Linked DNA regions of Mus musculus: region 1 is linked to region 2. Evidence: chromatin contacts called from public HiChIP or PLAC-seq data. All regions are on one chromosome and are shown on one strand. Each heading gives the region's core, a stretch centred on a gene start, on an enhancer-like site or on the middle of the called end of the contact. The rest is flanking DNA. Distances are from core to core; before and after follow the strand shown.

Evidence for each region. HiChIP or PLAC-seq counts read pairs in DNA pulled down with a chosen protein or histone mark.
Region 1: a contact with region 2 is called in an H3K4me3 HiChIP or PLAC-seq map of embryonic stem cells, with 7 times the contacts expected there. The contact joins the enhancer-like site here to the promoter of Tfap2c in region 2. A contact is called at or near these places in 4 of 39 promoter capture datasets (all in embryonic stem cells), 3 of 15 datasets of contacts at CTCF or cohesin (all in embryonic stem cells), 57 of 484 Hi-C or Micro-C datasets (8-cell embryo, the G1E-ER4 cell line, embryonic stem cells and 2 more), 14 of 115 datasets of contacts at active chromatin or transcription factors (embryonic stem cells and stem cell-derived neural progenitor cells) and 4 of 9 other capture datasets (adipose tissue, embryonic stem cells, liver and 1 more).

What each region holds. Positions count from the first base shown.
Region 1 is chr2:172,588,530-172,595,850 of GRCm38.p6, reverse strand. Gm36038 (a long non-coding RNA gene) reads right to left here. Exons shown (of 3, transcript XR_867065.1): 2 at 6,596-6,838. Among named protein-coding and RNA genes, the nearest start is that of Gm36038, 15 kb to the right of the region's middle. Within about 2 kb of position 1,335, at least 11 of the 459 cell types and tissues checked have an H3K27ac peak or open chromatin away from gene starts, as enhancers often do. A contact at or near this core is called in 8-cell embryo, the G1E-ER4 cell line and embryonic stem cells, where this site is marked.
Region 2 is chr2:172,545,785-172,553,232 of GRCm38.p6, reverse strand. It overlaps Tfap2c (transcription factor AP-2, gamma), which reads right to left and starts at 3,640. Exons shown (of 7, transcript NM_009335.2): 1 at 3,351-3,640; 2 at 1,344-1,826; 3 at 1,186-1,237. The coding sequence starts at 3,398.

The DNA.
Region 1 (7,321 bases), core at 86-2,585, 45 kb before region 2:
CAGATAGGAGGGCAGACAGGCAAGGACTGCGTACATTCACACGTAATAAACTCCAGCAAGGCAGGCATGCTGGTGAGGAAGATCTCAGAGAGGTTTTAGGGGAGGCCCAAAGGAGCTCAGGGTTAGCTGCGGGCTTGGGAGAGGGGGCAGAGCAGGCTATGATCCTGTAGTCTGAAGGATACCCAGCTAGGATACCATTTCCTCCTGGTCATCAAGACAACAAAGTGTGTGTGTGTGTCTGTGTCTGTGTGTGTGCCTGTGTGTGTGTGTGTCTGTGTGTGTGTGTCTTTGTGTGTGTGTGCCTGTGTGTGTGTCTGTCTGACTGTGTATGTATGTCTGTGTGTCTGTGTGTGTGTGTCTGTGTCTGTGTGTGTGTCTGTGTATGTGTGTGTGTGTGTGTGTGCCTGTGTGCCTGTGTCTCTGTGTGTGTCTGTGTATGTGTGTCTGTGTGTGTGTGCCTGTGTGTGTGTGTGTGCCTGTGTGTGTCTGTGTCTGTGTGTGTGTGTCTGTGTCTGTGTGTCTGTGTGTGTGTCTGTGTGTGTGTGTCTGTGTCTGTGTGTGTGTCTGTCTGTGTATGTACGTCTGTGTGTCTGTGTGTGTGTCTGTGTGTGTGTCTGTGTGTGTGTCTGTGTGTGTGTCTGTGTGTGTGTGTGCCTGTGTATGTGTGTGTCTGTGTCTGTGTGTGTGTCTGTGTATGTGTGTCTGTGTGTGTGTGTCTGTGTGTGTGTGCCTGTGTGTGTGTCTGTGTATGTGTGTCTTTGTGTGTGTATGTCTGTGTCTGTGTGTGTGTGTCTGTCTGTGTATGTACGTCTGTGTGTCTGTGTGTGTGTGTGTGTGTCTGTGTATGTGTGTCTTTGTGTGTATGTGTGTCTGTGGCTATGCGTGAGCGTGCATGTGAGTGTGTGCACGGTGGGGGTGGGGTGTGTGTGTGTCACAAGAACACAGGCAAGTGAGTCAGGAACAAAGAGAGACTGTGTTCCTCCTTCTGTGTGTCGCCGTGTCTGTGACCTATCTGGCCACCCAGGTTCCTGTTGATGTAACTCCCTGTATCATGTTGACCTCTTTAAAGGTGGAAAAGTGGCCCAAAGGCTGCAGGGAGAACAGGGAGAGCAGAGAATGTTCCTTCTCCAGGTCCTCACTGTAGGACGGTCACATGATCCCTCATCCAGCCCAGGATGCCTGGTTCTCCAGGACCACTTCTGTGTCCCACCCCCAGCACCAGCACAGGCACCGGCCAGCACTGGCACCAGACAACCCCTGCTCTAGTTCACTCTAGTTCTCCTGGCAGCCTCCGGACCAAGGTGAGACAAAGGAGACAGGAACTAGGGACACAGAGGCTTCGTGAGTTCAAGGTCAGCCAAGGCTACAAGGTGATCTTAGAGGTGGAGAGAGGCGGGGGAGAGGAGCAGGCGAGCAAGGGTGCAGCTGGAAAGGTAGAAAGTCAGGACACTTGGTGTGATGCAGAACCAGGCACTGCGCCTTTAAGAAGCAAGATCACTGCAAGGAGTGAGCTTTAGAGAGTCAACTTTGGGTCCAGGTTATAATTTAGTGATAGAGAGATTGCCAAGGAGATAGGAAGCCCTACCGTCATCCCTAGTACAGAGGGAGAGAAATGAGTAACTTTCAGTCAGCTTCTAGGGTATTTTCACGACAAAATTCAAACAATAAAACTATTTTCTAAGCTTAATTTCGTGTGTGCGGGATACTTACTACAATAATCTAGAAATAAACTGGGCAGTAGTTGCACATGATTTTAATCCCAGCACTCTTGGTGGCAGAGGCAGGTGGATCTCTGAGTTCAAGGTCAGTCTGGTTTACAGAGTGAATTCCAGGACAGTCAGGGCTACACAGAGAAACCCTGTCTCGAAAAACCAAACCAAACCACAATCATCATCATCGTCATCCAGAAATAGCTATCTGAACCTTCAAAGTACATAGGATGCTTGTTTCTGAAATAATAAGTTTTAGCTTAAAGAAAAATGTTAATAGCACTCGAGGAAGATGAAGGCTGTATACATCTAAGTGTGCATGAGAAGGGTTTGAAGAAGAACACAGAAGTGCCAAGGTGGACAGTTGCCTCTGAGCAGCGATACTTAGCGATAACTTACCAGCCTGGATGCTGGGCAATGGGGGCACATGACACTATCACCTGAATTTATTGCTTGGGAGTTGGCTTGGTCGTGTGTGTGTGTGTGTGTGTGTGTGTGTGTGTGTGTGTGTCTGTCTGTCTGTCTTGTACTTTTCAGGGGAGGTTGTTTGTTGTATTGAGCTGGGTCTCATGTAGGCCAGGCTAGCCTCCAACTCACTAGATAGCCAAGGATGACCTTGAAGTTCGTGTCCCTCACCTCTGCAGCTAGACTACAGGAATTATGGGTGTGTACTACCACACCCGGCCTCTTTTTTTTGTTGTTGTTGTTGTTGTTGTTGTTTAATGCAGAAGAAAAACAAGGACCTAAATCTCTGACCAACCAGAGAAGCACCACTCTGCAGAGATTGAGCCTCACCTCACCTCCACACAAGCTGTCCCTTTCCATCTAACACTCCCAGCCTGGCCGCCATGTTCTGTCTCTACCCCAGCTACTCTTCCTGTCCCTGTGCAAACCTTTCCCCCACTGTGACTGGACCCGATGGCCTCACACCACATCCCTGACAGTCACTAATGAAAAGACAGACAGACCCCTGCAGCTCCTAAATGACTACAAGACAAAGTAGGCACAAACACACAAAGCTGTTGATTCCCAGCTGGCTCTGAGATAGGAACGGGTTCCACCCATGTGTGCCTGGGGCTCCTTAGCTGGACAGGAGAGTCATAGTGGTGACTCTCATGAAGCCCTCCCTGTAGGATGGTGACTTTGGTGTAATAATTGCTGTGGAGCTTGGAAACAAAGTATGTTAAGTGCCCAGCACAGCATCTTACTCAGTAATTGTCTGTTTTTATTCATAACAAAGAATCACTAAAGAAGCAAGCTGGAGGTATAGTGTGTGGGACACACCACTCAAATATCTCTGAGATGTTTGTCACAGTGCCATCCCAATAGGTCCCTTGCCAGGTCATCAAACTCCAAAAAAGAAAAAGGAAAAAGAAAAAAACCCATCATAAGGAGGAGACCGAAGGAGGAAGCCACAGCCATAAATCACACCCTCCAGACGCTGGGATCTCATTGGCTAGGAAACACACCTGTGGTCTGCAACCCCAAGGAAGCATGGAAAATACAGTCTTCAATAAAGACCCTGGATGGCTGGAGAAAGTTTGGCTCCCAGAACCCACATCAGGCAGTTCACACCCATCTGTGACTCCAGTTCCAGGAGATGCCACATACAGGAGCTCTGCCCCCACAGACACCTGCACCCATGCAGTGTGCACACAGAGACACACATAGAACATTTTAAATTAATTAAAAACACCTTTAAATTTTTTCTTTTAAAAGACCAGGGTAGCTAAGATGCCTCTGAGAGTATAGGTACTTGCTATGGTAGTTCATGCCTGTAACCCCGTATCAGAGACAGGAGGGTTACAAGTTCAAGGACACCTTGGTCTTCTGCATATTGACCCATGACCTGAGTTTGATCACCACAACTCTCATGGTAGGAGAGAACTGATTCCAGAAAGTTGTTCTCTGACCTTCACGTGCACTCACATGTGCACTCAAATGCACACACATGCGTGCACACACAAACAAATATATAAAAAAAGGTCTTTGTGCCATGCTTCATTAGAAGCAGAGATCAGAGATGGCAGTGCTCAGCTCTCATGCCAGTTCTGGGAGGTGGAGCCTGGAGGATCAGGAGTTCAAAGTCACCCTCAGCTATGCAGCAAGGACAAGAACAGCTAAAGCTACTTGAGACTCAAGACAGGTCAAAAAAAAGGTAAGGGAACCAAAACCTAGAGCCTGGGAGACGGTTCAGTTGGTAAAGGTGCTTGCTGCCAAGCCTAAAGGCCTGAATTTAATCCCCGAGATCCACGGGGGGAAAGAAAAGAACTGCCCAGGTTCTATACACACATACACATACACACATACACACACATATACACACACAGACACACAGACACATTTACACACACATACACACAGACACATATATACACACAGACACACAGACACATATATACACAGAGGACACACAGACACAGACATACACAGACATACATACACAGATACAGACACACAGACAGATATATACACATATACACACAGAGATACATACACACACATACATATACACACACATACACACAATTTTAAAAGACACTCTGGTGTTCACTTGTGAAGAACCTGAGTGGCAGTGTTGGTTACACCTCCTGTATACAGCCTCTGAGGGTTTTGCTTGGGCAGAATACAGGCCCCATAGACAAACCCGGTCCTACTCCCAAGAACCCAACATCATACTGAAAGGAAGTCAGTCTTCGTCACAGAGTATAAACCAAGAGGTGCAGGCTGCCTTGCACAGATGGGGCCTGCTCTCGAGTTCCCACACTACAATCAGCAACAGGGGCATCCTTAGTAAGACGGAGCTGGTCCTGATAGCACATGTCTGTCACTCCACCTAAGGAAGAATTGCTGCAAGTTCAAGGACAGCCTTGCCTACATCATGAGCTCCATGCTAACCAGTACAACACAGAAAACAAAAAAGATAACACAGACATGAAGGCAGGTATGGTGGTGCCTCCTGCCAACCCCCTGCTCCAGATGATCATGAGTCTGGGACCGGCTTGAGTTATTACGGAAGACTCTGTGCCCAACAGAAAGGAGGGGCGGGAAATGGGAAACTCCTGATTTTATCTGTGTGCCCTCAGTCACAGGTCTGAGCATGTATGATAAGGGGATGACTAAGCATTTTCTATGGTGGGAGTGAAGATGCTGCCTTTGAAGAAGTGGGAAGGGTCATGGAGAGAGATCTCCTAGGGAGAGTGGGGCCCTGTCGACACCCCATTTCAGCGCAGCCACACTGACTTCACATGCCTGGCTTCTGGAACCTTCAATGACTAAAGCTTCTGTTTAATCTCCCAAGGGCGCGTGGGAGTTTTTGGAAGCATGCAGCCCCAGGTTCCTGCTCCTCGTCTGGACAGCACAGGCAATCCAAAGGGCACCACCTCTGAGAGAAGCCGAGGTTCCCCTCCCCCTTAGCATTTCGGGATAGAGACCCCTGTCCTGGGCATCAACAGACCACTGGTGCCTACTAGGCAGCGCCCCAGACAGCAGCAGAGAGTAAGGGACCAGACTGGAGGGAGCAGAGGCCTAATTGAAGTGTGAGCTCACAGGGAGGGGTATTTACTCTAGGTCAGCCATCAGCAATTCTGAGGGGTGCCCACGCGCTGAGCCAGGAGGTTTGGAGTGTCCCTGGTGAGCTCCTGCTGCTGGGGCAAGGTCCTGGCTTGTGTGTACGTTTCAGCCTTCTGCTTTCTTCCCAGAGCCTCCACCTCCCCCACTTGTGTGCGTTCTTTCCATCACATCCTGAGCCTTACAGAACTGTGTCACTGAAGGCTGGGCTCAGAAGCCACCAGCCCCCTAGGGAAGGTTCTAGAATGCACCCCTTACTTAGCTGGAATCCTATTCATCTCCGCGTCCTTTTTGTTTCCCCACATGAACATCTTCAGCCTCCATCCCTGACCTCCCTGCCCCCACATCCTCACCCTCCCTGTTCTCCAGTCTCTCGTCACTTCTGGTGCCCACGTTGGCTCCTCAGCCCTTTCCTTGTGCTGACGTAACCCCTTCCATAGGTGAACAGCATGCCGTGCATGTCTCACCGCTGTCTTGTCTTGAGTTAAAGAACATCCATCCCATCGCCAGCCAGAATCGCTGTCCAGCTAGAGGGTGACCTTGTTTGGAAAGAGCCTTTCTGGATGAAACTAAAGTGAGGTCAGGCGGAACCAGAGCAAAGACCATATGAAATAACCGTTGTCCTTATAGGACAAGACTTCACATGCTGACAGGAGGGGGACAGAGACAGAGGGAGGGCTAAGGTGAGCCAAGGCACACTGAGGATCTCCCAAACCATCAAGAGTTGGAGGAAGCACTAAAGGACCTTCCCCTAGAACCATTAGGGGGTGTGGCTGAACACCCATCTTGGGATATTGTAAGAATGAGCACCTGTTGTTTTAGCGCTGTTTTGGTCAGACCAGCTCCTACCCTGCCAGTAGGGCCCTGGGACACCAGGGATTCAGGGTAAAATAGAGCCAGTCTCCTAGACTGCCACACTCTCTCAAGCTTGGTCACAGCTCCAACTCTAGCTTCATCTCCTGCCTCCTGCCCCCTGTTCAGCTCCATCTCATTGCTGGTCTCTAGTTCTAGCATGTTCGCTGCCTCCACAGACTGATCATTCGCCTCCTCTGTCTGGAACTCTCTGTTGAGAGGCATCTCGGTAGCAGTTAATATAGAGACCCAGTTATAAGTCTCTACATCTCTGTTTCCCTTAGCTCAAAACTAAATGGACCTAGCAGAAAAGAGGTGTGACCCAGCAGGGAATGGGCTCCCATGTTCACTGATCCTTCCAGAACCTTCCATGTGCGTTGTTTCCAAGTATCTAGTCAATGTTATATACTTGAGCACAGTATACCCAAAAGACTGGCCATATATGGGCTTTCTGCACAGCCTACCTGTTTTGGCTCCAACTCTGAACATGGCTTGTTGGGTGTCTCCCATCTGGCACCAACACAGCTGAATTCTGTGACTTCCAGGTTGTGGATCTTTGGCTTGCTTCACTTTCCCTGGTAAAAAGGCTCTTTGTTGTTCTCAGGAAGTGTCACAGGAACAATGGGCAGTTAACTTCATTCCTTTCTTTGGCTGGACTGGGGTGGGGGCCAGAGCGGGGCAAAGAGGGGAGGTTCCCCTCCAGATTTCTAGTGGGGTGGAGGAGAGAGTCATCAGTCAAAGTTCCCTGGGAATGCAAGCTCCTGAGAGCCTAAGGTGGCCTTAGTTGTGCCCTAGATCCCAGACCTGAGGTGCCAAGTGGATTCATTACAGCCGACTCTGGTTCTGAGTCTAGTGTCCACTCAACTCTCTCCCACTTTGCTGTTCCCCTTAATTTCTTGTCTGTTAATCTGCTCTGTGCCCAAGTGCTCTCACACAGTTCATGGAGAACAAGGAGTGCCTGAGCCTGTAAGATCCCTGGCTCCTGGATTCACAAGGAGGCACATGACCTACCTGAGCCAATGACTCACAGGTCAATAGCTCTGGGCCCTGACAGTCCCTTGTGCTGGTGTCAGGAGGCCAGGGTGGCCTCGTAGCTGCTGGCACATTGTCAACAGCTTGAAAAAGGTGAAGAGAGAGAAACCTGGCATCACCGTCATCCCAGCACCCCTAAAGCCAGACTCCAGCCCTCC
Region 2 (7,448 bases), core at 2,391-4,890:
AATTAGTTAAGATTCCATGAAGAGTTGTTTCTCTCTCTCCTCCCTCCCTCTCCCTCTCTCTCTCTCTCTCTCTCTGTTCCAGGCCACCATGGTAATCTGTTTAATTAAAGCATTTGCTTTCAGAAAAACCGCTTCAATACGAAATAAACGGCATCCTCCCCCTCCCCCTCCAAGATGAACTGAAGCCACGGGAGATCATCGCCAGACCCTTCAGTGCAGCTGACACCAGGGAATTCAGAAATACAGATTAGCCAGATCTGCTTAGGTCTACTCAGAAACTGTTTCCTTTCAGGTTTTCCTCTCCAAACCTCTCCCAATCCACTAATAGAGCTCACAGTCTCAAGACCATAACCGCCTGTAATTTAGAACGATTCCATTTCCCCTCAAAAAGACTGGTAACCCTGTCAGTGTAACTTAATCAAGAGCCACCCACTCACTGTAATCCGATTTCCCCAATCCCTCCCTCCTATAAACCCGAGGTCTGTCCTTAATAAGGCAGCATACTAGGAGAAACCTATTAAGTAGTGTCAGAATTAAGAGCCTCTCCTATAACTGTCTTCCACAGAAGAAGTAAAATCTCTTTTATGCCGGCAAGAAGGAAGGCTCAGCAGGGAAAGGTGCTTGCCGCCAAGCCTGACACCCAAGTTCAATCTCTGGAACCCACATAGTGGACAGTGAAAACCGACGTCAGCAGGTTAGATGTTGACCCCCACAATAAATGTACCTCTAAAAAGTAAAATTAGGTCAGTTTGTTGAAGAATAAAAATTGTTACAGAATAAGAAAACTAAGGTACTATTTGTATCTCCCCCCCACCCCCGTTTTTAAGTTAAATTGTATTTCCCACCTGTAATGCCAGCACTAGGGAGGTTGAGCCAGGAGGCTTACAAGGAATTCAAGGCCACTCTGAGTTACAGACTGAAACATTTGATTCAAAAAAATATGGCCACTAACAAAAAAAAAAAAAACCCAAAAAACAACAACAACAAAAAAAAACCCAATCTTTTAAAAATCACAGCTCCTGAGAGTTCTTTTCGTTCAGGCCAGGAACTGACTTTCGTTCAAGCGTGGTCTTCTCCACTACGTGAGCCGTGTTGGCCACTTAATACCCCAGCCTTTGCAGAAAAGGGGCAACTTCACTGGTCAGAGCCACGTGTTAGACACAAGCGGAAAGAGTCAGTGTTTACCTTTGCGAATGACAGTCTGATCGTGTAGGAGCAAGTGCGCGTCGTCCACATTCTGGGGGGGAAATGACAATTTCTTTTAAGTTTGGAGGAAGGTGGAAAGGCTGGAGGGTAAGGTAGAACCCCCACCCCACCCCCAGCCTCCCGCCCCCGCTGCTCACCTGCACCTCCTCTATGGGGTGAGCCATCTCGTGCAGCCCCAGGTTCTCAGCCAGGCCGGCTTCCAGGGCGTGCGCGTGAGGCAGCAGCAGGTCGGACCGGCGGTAGACTTCCCGCCGGGCGCTCACCGAGCCCCCCTCCAGCCCTGAAATATGGGGTATTAGACTTGCAGAGCGGCTGTGGTGCGAGGCCAGGCTAGAGCCCTCCTGACTCTGTCGACCCGGCCAGGCCTGTTGCTGGCTGCCGGTGGCCGCAGGCTGGTGCAGGGGGTTCATGGCGGCAGCGTAAGCCTCTCCCAGATGCGAGTAATGGTCGGCGGACTGCGAGTATGCCAGCTGCTGGTAAGGCGGCGGGAAGTAAGGAGGCGGCTGGTACTCTGCAACCCCGGTGTGCGAGAGAGGCGGCGCGGGACTGTAGAGATGTTGTCCCGGAGAGGAGAGGTGAGGGATGCGAGGGTTGCCATTACTGCTCGAGTCGTGGCGATCCTGGGAGAGAAACAGGAGAGACCCGGTTAGTACGAAACCCTGCTACAGCGAACAAGCAAGCCAGGAGAGGGGCACCTATGCGCCCCACCAAGCTCACACCACCCGTCTCGATCCGCCCCAGAGCCCGAGAGCCCCCGGGGACAATGAGCTCCCCGGACTTCGTTGTGAGCCTATCGGTCTAAGACCTGAGGGGACGAATCCTTCGAGCCCTCTGGCGAAGGTTCCCGCGCTGCGTCGCTTGGAGGTGCCAAGAGCGCGTTCCGCGCCACAGTCCGGTTACCCGTGCCCCAGGGGTTCGGCGTGCGGCGACCTCGGCGCACAGCGCCCTCGTTCAACAACCCTCCTCCCATGTCGCTGCGGCGCGCAAATAGCGCGGATAATGCGCAACGCCGACGAAGGGCGCGTTTCCCCGCCCCAAGGATCATCCCCCTCTCACTCCCTTAAGAGGCGGCCGCGCCGCGGAAGTGACACTCTCAGGTAAGGCCTCATAGTAATGTCGTCCGGAGAGACCGGGAGCCGACACGCGGGATCGGAGCTGTGATCCTTGCTAGCCAAGCCCGTGCCTTCTGCGCCTTAGGAAGTGAGGTCTTCCAGCCCGGCCATGGTCAAGGTTCTCACACATCCCGGTGTAGAGAAGGAATGAAAAGACTCTGCCAAACTGGGCAACCTTTGCCTGCGCACGTCCCCTCGCCCCAAGGCGGTCAGACTTAATTCCTAAAAGATGTGTCTTCATCAGTCCCAGGGGTCAGAAGGGTAGCAGGGACACAGGAGCGGGGCACTGTCGCCCCCTAGCGGAAGCCGCCCGGGCATGCACGCAGGGGCAGCCCCTCGAGGTCGTGCGGGTGCGGTGCGCTCCCGCAGCCTGGCCGCCGGCCTCTCCTCCCCACGTTCCCCGGTGCTCGCCTCGCGCCGCCTGAATCTTCTTCCTCTTCCCGCTCGCCGCCTCCCTCCCTCCTACTCTCCGAAACTCTAGCTCAACCTGTCCGACAGGCTAGAGTACTCGCGAGCGCTCAAGGCCCCATCTGGCTTCACCCCCACCCCACAGTCCCCAACCCCCACTTCTCTTGAAAACCAGGTTGCAGTTGTTTGGACTTTTCTTTTCTTTCTTTCTTTTTTTTTTTTTCTTTCTCGAGGAGGTAGCGGGGCAGGTGACAAGCCTTCCTTGGAGGAGACTCCTCAAAGGTGTCGCTGGCAGGGAAGCTTCCGTGGACACTGGACAGACTTCGTGGGAAAAAAGCCACGTCTGAGACCCGGAGACAGGGCGCTCTTCGGGGAAAATGGAAAGGAGGGCCGTGCGCTTCGTAGGAACCCACAGTTGAGTTCTGCGGGTGGGTTTGCCACGCTCTTGCCAGGCCTTGTCCCCGAGAGACAAGACCAGATTCAACAAGGGGCCCAGGAGATGGCCGAAGACTGGCCCTCATCCCTCCCGAAGGCGAGGGCTCCGCGCAAACGTCCCCAGCCTTGGCCAGCAGCCCTGGGACCCCGCTCGGGCCGGCGGGGCTACGTTCCCTAGCCCCCGCTCACCTCGCAATCCTCTTCATACTTGACATTATCTGTTATTTTCCACAACATGGCGTCCGGCGTCCCCCAAAATAGTCGCCAGTTAAATCCAGGCTCCCCCCACCCCCCGAGCGGTAAATCCACAATCGGGGTCACGGTGGCCAGGCGTCTGCCGCCGCCCCCGCCGCGCGCGCCGGCCTTGCTGTCCCAGTCACTGGACGCGCATCGGTGGCTGTGCACAGAGATGTGGTCGCCGTGGGTGTGTAGAGGCCGCAGCCGTGGACCGGAGAAGCCTCACCCTCACAGTGTGTCCCGGCGATAGCCGGGGGACCCGAACGCCTTAATGGGAAGGAAATTATCATAACTCCTCCCCGGGGGCCGGCGCCGCGCGGAGGCCCAGGCGCCGGGCGGGGCAGCCCCCAGCCAGTCCCTGCCTAGCTCCGCCCCGCACCCTGCCTAGCGTGTTGCAGGACCAGGCGTCGCGAGGGGCTCGCAGGGGCATCAGTGGGCGGTCTCTGACAACCGCAGACCTGCCAAGCTGAGGTGCCCAAACGTGGCTTCCTTTGCCTGCCAGCCCCCTTGCACACCTTAGACTGGCAGAGCTGACAGCTGGGATTTCCCCACCTCAAGAACCGTCCTTCATCCTCCTAAAAAATGGATGTCACTTGAGAGTTGAAGACGCCCCATTCCAGGGTGTCTCAACTCCTGGGGTTCCCTGACACCTCGCCCCAGCTGTTCCGACAGACATTTAAGGATTGGGCTGAGAAATAGCTAAAGTCCCACTGTTCCCTAGTGCCCCCCCCCCCCTTTCCCTCTCCCTGGGTACTTTACTGACCTGCCCACTGAGGGAAGGGAGGGGAAGGATTCCGAGAAGGAGTCCGCTCCCCCAGCTCCAAAGAGGAAACTCACGGTAATACCTGCTGTGAATAAATCGGACAACCGCGTGCTGCAGCTATAGCCCGAAGCTGTATCTGGCTGCGGGCCGTGGCTGGAGGAGACCCGAGCTCCCCCGCCCAGGCCCATCCCTGCTGCGATGCCCAGCCCTGCGGAGCGCCGGTTCTGCAGCTGTCACGGGCGGCTCTTCAGAAGCCTCTACTCGCCCAGGAAAAGAGGTTCCAGGCAGAATAAACCTCCATCGCCACGGGCCGCGTGGAATGAGGTGCTGTAAAGTGGGAGGGGGACTACAGGGAGGTCGCCCTGAGATATGGGCACACCTCGTCCCATGGGAGGCAGAAAGCAAAGCTTCTATCCACAGAATGCTGCTGCACCCCAAGATTTTCCGTCCAAGCCAAAAAGCAATACTCAGTGTTATTTTTTAATTCAACGAAACGAAAATAATTGGCCTAATTGTTATAGTTAATTTTTTTCATCCCAAACAGAAAGTCCACAGTTCTCGAGAGCTAATCTTGTTAGTCCGTCCCAACAGTATATGGAGATTGGCTTCAAACAGTGGAATTGGAGGCAGGGACTATTTCGGATTGATTCCGAAGCCAATTACACAATTCTTGATACCCATCAGCCCAGTGGCCAGGACCTGTTGGGAACGTGCCTCCCGTATCCACAGACTAAAATAATTTGCTCTCTTCCTGCTCCTCGTCTGTAAGCATTTCCCTAGACCCAGATAGGCCTGAAGTAAAGTAACTAAAATTAAAATAGATGTTCAAGCCAACCGTTCCCCCATGGTCTTAGAGAATAGCCGCATGCAAAATAGCTTTCTGGCCAGTTGACCCTAACAGACCCAGGAAGTTGAAACCGCGGGAATCAAGGGGGCTTTTCCGGCTAAGTTAAAAAGGCAGGCAATCCAGACCGAGCCTCCAAAACAGAGGCCCTGGAATTAGCGGGAGAAGAGGGCACCTGCTCCAGAAAGAACTGGTGCTGCCCGCATCAAGCTCAGGACTGGGAACGCCAGGTCCCAGGCTCTCTCTGGAAGGCAACTGTCACAGGTCTGGCGGGGTTCCGCTCCTCTCCTGGCCAGGGGGGGCGGTGCGGCTCACCCTACCCCAGGCTTTCCCTGTTCTTCCCACCTCAGCGATAATCCAAGAAGCCCAGGGGGACCGAGTGCTTTCTGCACCGGAGCTTTCGGCCGAGTGGGGAGGGGGGAGGACGACAGAAGGGCATGAAGGGTCTGCATTCGCCTTTCCTCAGCCCCCCCCCCCCCCCCCCGCGCCCCGAGTCTGGGGACTTGGGAACCGCTAGACAAGGCTATTCATTCTCTCTAAAGCGACAGCGCAGCGCTTGATGGAGAGGACAGTTGCACACAGGATTTCCTCGACTCTGGAGGACCCTGTCCCATCCACACCCAGCTTGGGGGCCGGGACCTGGACACAGAGTCCAGGTGCAGGAAGCTTCCGCCTTCCTTGAGAGCTCAGCTTCTCTGATGGTTCCCGCGCTCCAAACAATCTCCTACCATCGCCCACGGAAAGACGTTGACCCGTGTGGTTGTACCCCTTGGCAGCCAGGGCTGGGTAAGGTGTCCTGCCCACCTCCCATTCCCCCCGTCCCCGGGACTAAGAACTTGCTCTAAGGTCCCCGTGCAGAGATATGGGAGTGGAAGGAAGGCTGCCAGGGGCTCAGCTCTGCCGCCCCCTAGGGAGCCTGCAGTCACTCACACTCTGGCAACGCAGGTCGGTCCCTCTCATTGGGACGAGACTGGAGCCGCCCAGGTGTGTGTGAGTGAGTGTGTGTGTGCGCGCGCGCGCTCACCGGCACCCTAAATGCCCAAATGTGAGACACCTCCAAAGAAACACGCGAGGGTGCGTCTGTCAATGTGGCTTGGGGTCTCCAGTCTCCTATCCTGCCACCACCCAAGGCCAAAGAAGTCAGTTTGGAGTTTTCTATTATAAAACTGGACTGAAGTGCAGGCGGCAAGACTCCTCTTTTGGCCTTAGGGAAAGGGCTCCTAAGAAAAGGTGGACCCCGAGCACTTCGCAAGTGCGGCGCCACGTCCGGGGGTGGGGTGGGGAACTCTATTCCGCGCCCCTAGGGACAATGAAGGACTACAGTCAACTACCTAGCAGCCTGGGTTGGGCAGGGCCCTAGAAACCGGTTTCTGCCACAAATCTCTGGAGGAGGGTGTCCATCCACGCCCCACCCTCCTGTCCTAGAATGGGCAAGCACCGGACTTTGGGCAAAAGCCGGAGGGATGGCTCCGTGGATAGAGGCGCCTGCCGCCAAGTTTAAAAACACAGGGTAGGAAGAGAGAACCTACTCCCGCCACAGATCCACGGCCATACACACAGTGCGTACCTATCCACGGCCATACACACAGCGCGTGTGCACACACTCTAAACACATGCACAATAAAGACATACCTTTTAAAACACAAAGAGCTTCCAGAACTAAGCGCAGAGGTGTTGTTGATAACAATCCTCGGGCGCTCCAAAATAATGCCCATCGATTTTTTAAAATTTCTAACAGAATAAATGTAGGCCCATAGATGTAGGGACCTCAGCCCCACTCAGCTCAGTGAGTCTAGCTCAGGGCCGCAGGGGCCTGAAGCGGTTTCCCAGCCTTTGGGTCTTCCTACTAGGCAACTCTTTACAAACAGGCAAAGTAAAACGAAATTCGAACCCTTGACTTTACCAGGCTCCCCGGGACCCATTTTGTCCAAGGCCTGCCCGGGGGGCCGCACTCCTGTGCTCAGCGCTGGCCAAATCCTTCTCTCTGCGGCGGCAGCAAAGGTGAATCTGAATTGGCTTCCTTTAAACAATAATCTGAGGCCTCTCTCCCAGTCTCTAGAACCCCGAAGGAGACAATCCTGAGACTGCCCTACCCTGCCCCCGGGGACCCTCGAACACTTGGAGTCGGGCTTGTCACCTTCCCAGGGCGTCCTGGGGCCCATATCCAAGCGACCTAAGCGCTCCGAGCGCAGGCGGGAGACCCATATACCTAGAGGCCTTCTAGGGTACTAGGCTTCCACACACCTCTAGGCCAGATGAGCCCCGCGGCCTTAAGTCACTTATCTTAGTCGCCGCCAGGCGCAGAGGAGGCCCACGGTGGCCAAGGGCTGGGGAGATTGGCGGCAGGACAGCGCGCCAGCGACCCTGCGCCCACGGACGGACGCCCGGTCCAGCCCCGCGGTCCCCTCCAGTGGCCCTCCTCTGCCTGTAAGCTCCTCACCCT